Linked DNA regions of Ovis aries: region 2 is linked to region 1. The links are chromatin contacts, called in public Hi-C maps. All regions are on one chromosome and are shown on one strand. The core of a region is the stretch at or near the end of the contact, and the rest is flanking DNA. Distances in the headings are between cores, read along the strand shown.

Region 1 (4,109 bases), core at 856-3,355:
AATGTTCACGGGGGCCGCGCGCCTGCCGGACGAGGGCGCACCCCCGCCCTTCCCGGGGAAGTTTGCAAACACAGCTGTTCCAGAGCCCGGGAACCGCTGGAAGTGAGGCCACCAGAGCTACGCCGCGCGGGGGCGAGGGCAGGAAGGGAACAGCAGGGGGCGGAGGCTCCCGGGCCCGCGGCGCGGGCGAGAGCCCGGCCAGCCCGCGGCGCCGGCCCCCCCGGGCCCTAACCCGGTCCGGAGCGCGCCCCCGCACGCACCGAAATCTCCCGGGGAGCAGCGGGAAGCGGGCTCCCCACACCCTCCAGGAAGGACACGCCCGCCCTCCGGGCTGCTCACGGGAAACGGGAGGGTGCCAATTGGACGGCGTTCGGAGGCCAGAATTGTGCCCAGCCGCCCTCCACAGCGCATCAGGTTTAATTGGTTGAGCAAAGATCATCCATAATGACCCCTGGCTCGGGCGGTTACTCTGGGGCCTCCAAGTTGCAAGTTTCAACCGGCCCTCCCGGGAGCCTTGCCCGACAATACCCTCTCGAGCCCCACTTTCCACTTTTTTTTTTTTTTTTTTTTAATGCACGGAGCAAAAAGCGTCCGGGCTGGGGCCTGCCAAGATCTAGCACAGAGCCCCGGCTCCCTGACCACCACTATCCCCATCGACGCCCCGGGCCGGCGCCGAGTTTCCAGCCAAGGCCCTTTAAATCCCTCTCCTCTCGCAAGAGAAAGCAGAGCTCGGCCCGCGGGTCCGACCCCCGGCCCGGCCGCCACTCACCGGCCAGGCGAAACTGAAAGGCAGCACGATGCGGTTGCGTCCGTTGCCGCGACTGGCTTTGAGGTCGAAGGTGTTGCCCCCGATGACAGGCGTGGACCCCGAGCCGAAGCTGCACGGCCCCCCGGCCGTGACGCGCGACTGGTACTCCTTGAGGCACACTTTGAAGTACGTGTCACACTCGTCGCGGGAGCACTTGCGGTCCCCCGGGTTCCGGGAGCCGCCGCAGCAGTTCCCGTTCTGAAGCTCCCCGTTCACGTTCTCCATAGATAGGATCTCCAGCTCGAACTGCCCGGAGGCCCCGCACACCTGCCGGCGAGGGAGGGAGAGAGGTCAGCGCAGGGGAAAGTTGTTTTCTTCGAGGGTGGAAGCGGCTACTCCCTCCCCGCCCTCCCCGACGAGCCCTTGGCGCCCGCCAAGTGAAACTCATTTTGCAAAACTGGGTGCAAGGACTCAACGCGATTCCCGGGCTTAAGAGGCTCGAGTGTGGGAACAATCCGACACGACGGTCCCCTGGGAACAGGAGCAGCGCGAACGCGCGTTCTGCCTAGCCTGGAGGGTACATTTGGGAGCCCGGGGGTCCCCCTGGTCCAGGGGCAGCCTACCGGGCGTAGGGGCCCAGGCGGGAGCCGGAGCCCCGGGCTCCGAAGCCCGCTCCAGACGCTCAACCGCAGGCGTCCAGGAGAGCCGCGAGGGGAAGGAGAGGGCGGGCCGGGGAGGGAGGCCCGGCGGGCTCCTACCTTGGCTCGCAGGGCGCAGAGCAGGGCGAGCAGGAGGCTCAGGGGGCGCCCGGGCCGGCCGCGCGTCCGTGGGGACCGCATCGCTGCGCTGCGCGCCGCGGGCACTCGGGCCGCCGCCGCCGCTGCTGCTCGCGCTGGTGCTGCCGCCGGTGCTGCCGTCGCCGCTGCCCCTGCGGCCGCCGCGTCCCGGCTCTAATATACTCCGCCGATTGGAGCATGCACGACTGGAAAACAACACCACTTTTCAAAAGCCCTTTCAAGAGCGGCCCGTTCCAGAAGGCAAAGAGCCCGGCCTCCTTTTATTATTCTGACGGCTTCTTTGAGGCGCTCCCCCTCCTCTTCCACCTCCTGGCTTTCTTTCCTTCTCTCGAGCTCCTCTTCTTTTATTATTATGATTATGCGCAGCCTTTTATTCCCTTTCGGATCAGCTGCTTGAAGAGGAGGGAGGGAGGGGAGGAAGAAAAAAAAAAAGCCAGAGCCCAGCTCGCGGACCAGCCGCAGGTAGCACAATGACGCGTGCCCGCCCGCCCGGCTCTCGGAGAGGGACTCAGGGAGCCGGTCTGGGAGCCGCGGCCCGGGCTGGCCACCTCTACCCAGCGCGCGGGGCCGGCGCATGCGCCCGTTCATATTCATGAGGGGCGTGCCCACCAGCGCCACGCCCCCGGCGCTGGGGGGAACGGGGAAGGGCCCGGGGGCTCCGCGACGCGCGGGGCGGCGCGGGTGCTTGGTGCCGGTGGAGACCCCCCTACCTGCGGGCGTTCGGGCCTGGCGGGAGCGGGCGGAGCGCGAGGGGACGTGAAGGCTCGGTTGCTCGGGGGCGCGCGGGCCCCGCGCAGACCGCCCCCTCGGGCGCTCTGGGCAGTGAGCCGCGGGCTGCACGTCGGGGTGTAGGCGCCGCGGCGCTGCGGAGCGGTCGGAGCGGGGCGGCTTCCGCCTTCCGAGCCGCCTGCGTCAGCTGCGGCTTCGCCCCAGGCGCCGGGCCCGCTCCCCGAGAGCGAGCGAGTGCGTCGCCCGGAGCGCGCGGCTGGCGGCGGCGGGGCTGGCGCGCGGGCCGCCGGCTGCTCGCCCCGCGGAGGCGACCTGGGCCGGCGCTGCTGGGAACTTGGGAAAACTTTCCGGGAGCCGGGCTGGCCGCAGAGGCGAGGGGAGGCCTCGGCCGCGCCCCGCTGCCGCCCAAATCCGAGTCTGCGGAGCCCGGGAGGGCCCCCGGCTTCCTTCTCCAACCTCGCCGAGGCGGAGGCGGGGAGGTCGGCGGGGTAGGGGGGCGAGGACCCCGCGCAGGCTCGGCGAGCGGCCGGCGGCGAGGCCGGAGCCCTGGGGCTCGCGCCTACCCGCCCCGCCGCCCGGGACGCAGTGCCGGGATTGCACCTGTAGGCGGCCTCGGAGCCGCTCTGGGTGGCCCGAGCCCAGCCTGGGAGACACTGTCTCCCCGCCGTCGCCCAGCAGCACAACTGGGCTTCTCTGGGGTATCAGTGGAAACAGCGATACTCGAGGTCACAACCAAGGTCAAAGGAAACCTGCCCAACGCCTCTACCAGCCCCTTTCTGGGGGGACCTGCTGCTGTGTTGGAGGGGATCTCTTTAGGGAAAAGATCGATTTCCCCGGAAAGGTGCACCAAGTTTTGACCCCTGTGTGGGGTACGTTCTACGGGAAAGCGTGACTATTTAGGAGCCAGATCGTGGCTCAAACCCTCAGAAGCTGTTGGCCACGATGGGCTGCAAGGGTCAAGGGAAAATATTTTCCAAGCTCCTGTGTTAAAAGAGAATAAAAGGATAGCTAATTGTGGTTATTTGTGGGTGGGTCGATACGGACAGTATTTTCACTACTTGCTCTCATCAGGCTAGAAAATAAAACAAGGCAGCTAACTGACCTCTTTACACTGGTTCAGAATCACCAAGAACGGTTTAGGAATACTGGCATTTTAACAGCTTTTTAATGATAATGTGTCCCATCTTGATGGTCATTGGTGAGAGAACTAGTCCATATTTTGGAAAGGACATTTCCAAGAGCAGAATCATAAGCAGTAGCACCCAGGGTGTTTTGTCTTAATGTACCCCAGTCTCAGCTCCCCCCGTTATCCTAAATACAAGACATCCAGCTTTCATAGGTAATCACATCTAGGCTTTTCTCACCAACATGTCCATACAAACCAATCTCTCCCACCTCCTATCTGCCCCCTTCTCACCTCTGCCCCCAAATTTTCCATAATTGAAGTGCTAAGTAATGGTTTAAAAGCAAAAGGTTGGTATTGGGGGAAAAATTCACAAAGGCTAGTAAGGTCTTAAAATGCTCATTCCTTGGTGTTCCCCATGTCTGAACCTGTTTTGTTTCTGTGCCTGTTACCTGTTCCGCACACCCCTCAGGAAGGAGTCAAGCCGTTCACTGAAGAGTTTAGACCCAGCCACCCGACTTAACTCGAGAGGACTGCCTGAGATGCCAGATGCCTTCAGGTGGGAATATGATGTTCACGTAAGCTGAGGTCAGCTCCAGGCCACAGGTGAGTTTAGCCCCTTGAATAATAAGAACATCCATTTCTGAGGGATAGAAACTGTTTGATTAACCCTACCCAAAATGAGTGATTAAACTGAACTGAAATGTCAAAT
Region 2 (4,053 bases), core at 1,271-3,770, 110 kb after region 1:
ATTAACACTCTGGGGGAGAAGGGGCAAGGGCAGCTGGGGAATTCTTACAGGTCCCTTATGTGTGAGCTTGAGGGTCTGGAAGAAGGGCCCCAGAGCCCCAGTTCGAGTTCCCTGAGTCACACAGCAAATTCCCACTGGTGATCTATTTTACACATTACATACTAGGCATGACTAGTCTTGTGTGCAAATCATAACTGTCTTTGGGTATCTTTCTAATTTTAAAAGATGATGCATGGTTTTTCTTTTTCTACAAAACTTCCCCATCTTTGCTCATGGTTGGCTTTAAAGGAACCTAGCCTGAGACATTTTAGTGTGCTCTTTCAGCACTGACTTGCCTTTGAATATGCTGTTATTTGTGTTTGGGTTCCCCTTTCTTTTTATAAACATTTGAAATGATAAAGGGAAAAAGAAAGAATAAAATGTTAAAGCCTCCTTCATTACCAATGCCTGCCACATACCTACATAGGCCATTTCACATGACTGAAATCACATACATATTGTAGTGTGACTTGCTTCTTGTTTTAATAATATACCTTTATATTCCAGGATATATTTTGGATATACTATAATTATTTAAACATTCGTGTTATTGATGAATGATTAAGGTGCTGATACTTTTTCCTCTCTCATAGAAAATGCTACAATAATGTGTACATGTCTTCGTACACGTGTTAGTCATCTTGCGGATAAGAGTTTCTGCTCGGATTTTTTTAGTTGTAAGAGAAAACACCCTAACCAGTTTAAGCAGAAAGCAAACCTAAGGGTGGAGATGGTGGATCTGGCCTTAGAATCAGCTGCTGGGGCTCAAGAGGTCCCATCCACTCACCCCCAATTGCTGTTGTCCTCTGTGGTGCTCTGTTCCCAAGGCCTTTTCAGCGGCGAAGCGGCAGCCAGGGATTCTACGCTGTGCCGCTCAACACTCTAAGCCCATTGGAAAACAGAGGGCAATTTTCTTTCAGTAGTCTTAGGAAATGTCCCCAGATTGTGTCACTTTGATTCACACACCCATCCCCAAACCAATTCCTGTGTCAGGAGGTATGTAATGCTTTTGTTGGCCAGGCCTAGGAACACACCCCCTAGTAACCTGAATTGAAGATGGGGCAGGGGGAGATTCCCCAGCATTACTCTTGCTCTTATTTCTAGAAGGGGGAAGGAACACTGCCTCGCAGGAGAGGGAACCATCATGGGCCCTTGCAAATTGAAATATAGGGTTAGAGTATGCATTACAAATTTTTGATAGCTACTGCCAGATAGCTCTCTTGAAATTGTACCTCAATTTATATTCCCAGCACCAGTAGGATCCACAGTCCCTTTATCTACAGTCTTAAGACACTGAATGTTATCAGTATTTTAAATTTTAACTGAACAGAGGGCTAAAAATGCTATATCACTTTTTAAATTTGATTCCTCTGATGCCCAGTGATAGTAAGTACCCTTTCATAGGTTGAGCCAATCTTTCCATTTCTTTTTCTGTGAAATCCCTGTGTATATTTTTTGGTCAACATTTTATTAGGTTTCTTTTTTTTCTTATTGTTTGTATCAGCTCTTTATATATTAAGGACTTTAGGAGTGTGAGCTTCTTGAAGGTGGAGACTCAAAAATGAGTGAATGAATGATTGAGAGAATGAGTGAATAAATGAGTGAGTTAATAGTTTCCTTTTTCCTGTTTGGTAGTAGGACCTGAGGGATAGTGAAATATCCCTTTTCCAGTAGATTTTTCTGGAAATTTCCCTATAGAGTTTCTCAGTAAGCTTTTTTGTAGGCTGTGAGGAACAACTGAATCAAGTTAATATGGGGAACATCATTCTGCATTCCTTTTCAGAAGTTTCCCTCATATTCTCTTGCCCTCACACATCCCATGGATAACTGCACATGACCTACTGTGTGTGGTTCAGTCTCACACACACATCCACCCGCTCTGAAGCAAAGGCCCTAGAGCTCTGTTGAGACCCGTGCCTGCCACGGGAGTCAGCGAGTACGTTGCCTGGTTAAACATCCATCCAGGATTTCAGAGGGACTTGAAAATGATTGTTTTGGCTAGAATCCTGGGTTTGAGGTTTCTTCATGTAGGACTCTGAAAAAAGGTTTTGGAAACATCTCTAATCCCAAAGTATGTATTTGGGAGGCTGCCTTCGCCATTACCCACCTAATAATTTCGGCTCCCAGGGCCGTCTCACCCAAGGGCATTCACTGCTTTGGCCGAGTCAAAAGGAACTGATGCGGGGAACGGAGGACCTGGGTTCCAATGCCATTCTCAGTGGGCGTTATTCACCACCTGAAGCCCCGTTTTCCTTATCTTAAAATATGATGGTTGAAATGGACGACGTCTATGTCCCTGCCCCACTGCAATATTCTGAGTGCGATTCCGAATTCTGCTCTGCCACCAACCGTGTGCCTCGGAGCTTTGCCCATTACTCATGAGAATGTCAACATCTGGGTAAATAGATATTTTGGGGTCAGCTCTAAAAAACCCCAAAGTACGTACTGCATGTTGATTTTGGCATGTGGACAAGCCTGAGCAGGACCGTGTCAAGCATTTCACCACGATAGCTGCTGAAGGGAAGGCCCAGGGCAGCGGTCTGGGTAGCTGTTGGGGTGATGAGACCAGTGGGGTCCTGTGGCACAGATGACTCTGCAGGAGAGGAGGCAGTGAAAGGCCCGGGAGTAAATCTACGAATCATAAAAAAATCATTAGACCCATGTTGGGAACTGCTTATGACACTGTCTCAAAGCCACATTCTCAGGCAACAGGGAAAGCTGTAAATAGATCCACAGTTATCCAAGCATAGCAGAATAAAACTACAGGACGCCAAGTCAAACAGGCTCAGCCAACGTTTTGGGTGAAATCGTTGAATATTGCTCAGGCTTTCAGAGTGGGAGGGTCTGTTCAGAAGACTCATGACTGCGGGTCCCTAGGAGACAGCTCTAGGCAGCTCGGCTGGCTCTGCCCTCCCACCAGGAGCCAGCTCAGTGCAGAAAAACCAGAGGCAAAGACACTTTCTAAGGGGTGGCCTCATCCCTGGAGGACTTGCAGCATCGCTCTGTTGTTACTCAAGTGAAAAAAATGTAAAAAGCATGGGAGGCTCCCAAGCCTCCATGACTGAGAATTAGAGTAACATGGTGGCATCTCAAAAAACTTTTAACGTAATTTCAAACTCCTAGAAAATTTGCAGCTGTACTGTACACCCTTTACATCAGTGTTTGACCAATTCTCCCTCCCATCCTTTCTCTCCCTCTTTCTCTCTTTTTCTTCTTTCTTTTCCTTCTGTCTTTCTCTTTCCTTCTTTCTTTCCCTCTTACTTTTTTTTTGTGGTATTGCTTTCTCTTTCCTTTCTTATATACATATATATTCCTCCAGGAAGGTTTGCAGATAACTTGTGTAATTAATGACTCTTTAAATATTTTAGTGCATATTTCCATATTTCCTGAAAATGAGGACACTCTCTTATATAATCATTGTGCCATTATCAAAATTAAGAGTTAACACTGACACGGGACTACTATCTAGATGTCACTCAGATCCCCAATTGTCCTAATAATATTCTTTACAGTAACAGAAAATCCAGGATCCCATATTGCCTTTAGTCTGTTTTCATCTGGAAGAGCTTCTTAGTCTTTCTTTGTCTTTTGTGATATTTTTGATGAATACAGGCCAGTTATTTTGTGGAATGTCCCTCAATTTGGGTCTGTCTGATGCTGTGGAATTTCCTTTCTGCTTCGTGCACTGCCTCCTGAAGTGCAAATGCCTGGTTGGGATGTGACTGGCTGCAGGAAACTGCTTCCCTAGTCCAGCAGTCTAGAGCTCATGCAAACTCCCCTTTGCCCTGTCTTGGGGGTTTCCTCTCCATTCTCCTCAACCACGGTTTCTTCTCCTGCAAGCATTGTGGAAAAGTCAGATAATTTGCTTGCTGGAATTTGGGCTCACCATATAGTTGCCCATAGACACAGTGCTGAATATGGCAGATGATTCTTTGGTTCTATCAGAATTATACAGAAGAGCATTAAATACCCAGTAAAAGGCTGTGGAACAGATTCAAGATGTGTAACTTAGGT

What was found. A called contact is a pair of places that touch in the nucleus more often than the background predicts.
Region 2: a Hi-C map of liver shows a contact between it and region 1, with 2.0 times the contacts expected there. The contact joins the enhancer-like site here to the promoter of JAG1 in region 1. A contact is called at or near these places in 2 of 16 Hi-C or Micro-C datasets (liver and tail adipose tissue).

What each region holds. Positions count from the first base shown.
Region 1 is chr13:3,798,698-3,802,806 of ARS-UI_Ramb_v3.0, forward strand. JAG1 (jagged canonical Notch ligand 1) reads right to left here and starts at 2,106. Exons shown (of 26, transcript XM_027976474.3): 1 at 1,507-2,106; 2 at 770-1,075. The coding sequence starts at 1,587.
Region 2 is chr13:3,906,766-3,910,818 of ARS-UI_Ramb_v3.0, forward strand. No RefSeq gene overlaps it. Among named protein-coding and RNA genes, the nearest start is that of JAG1, 110 kb to the left of the region's middle. Within about 2 kb of position 2,521, at least 2 of the 54 cell types and tissues checked have an H3K27ac peak or open chromatin away from gene starts, as enhancers often do. A contact at or near this core is called in liver, where this site is marked.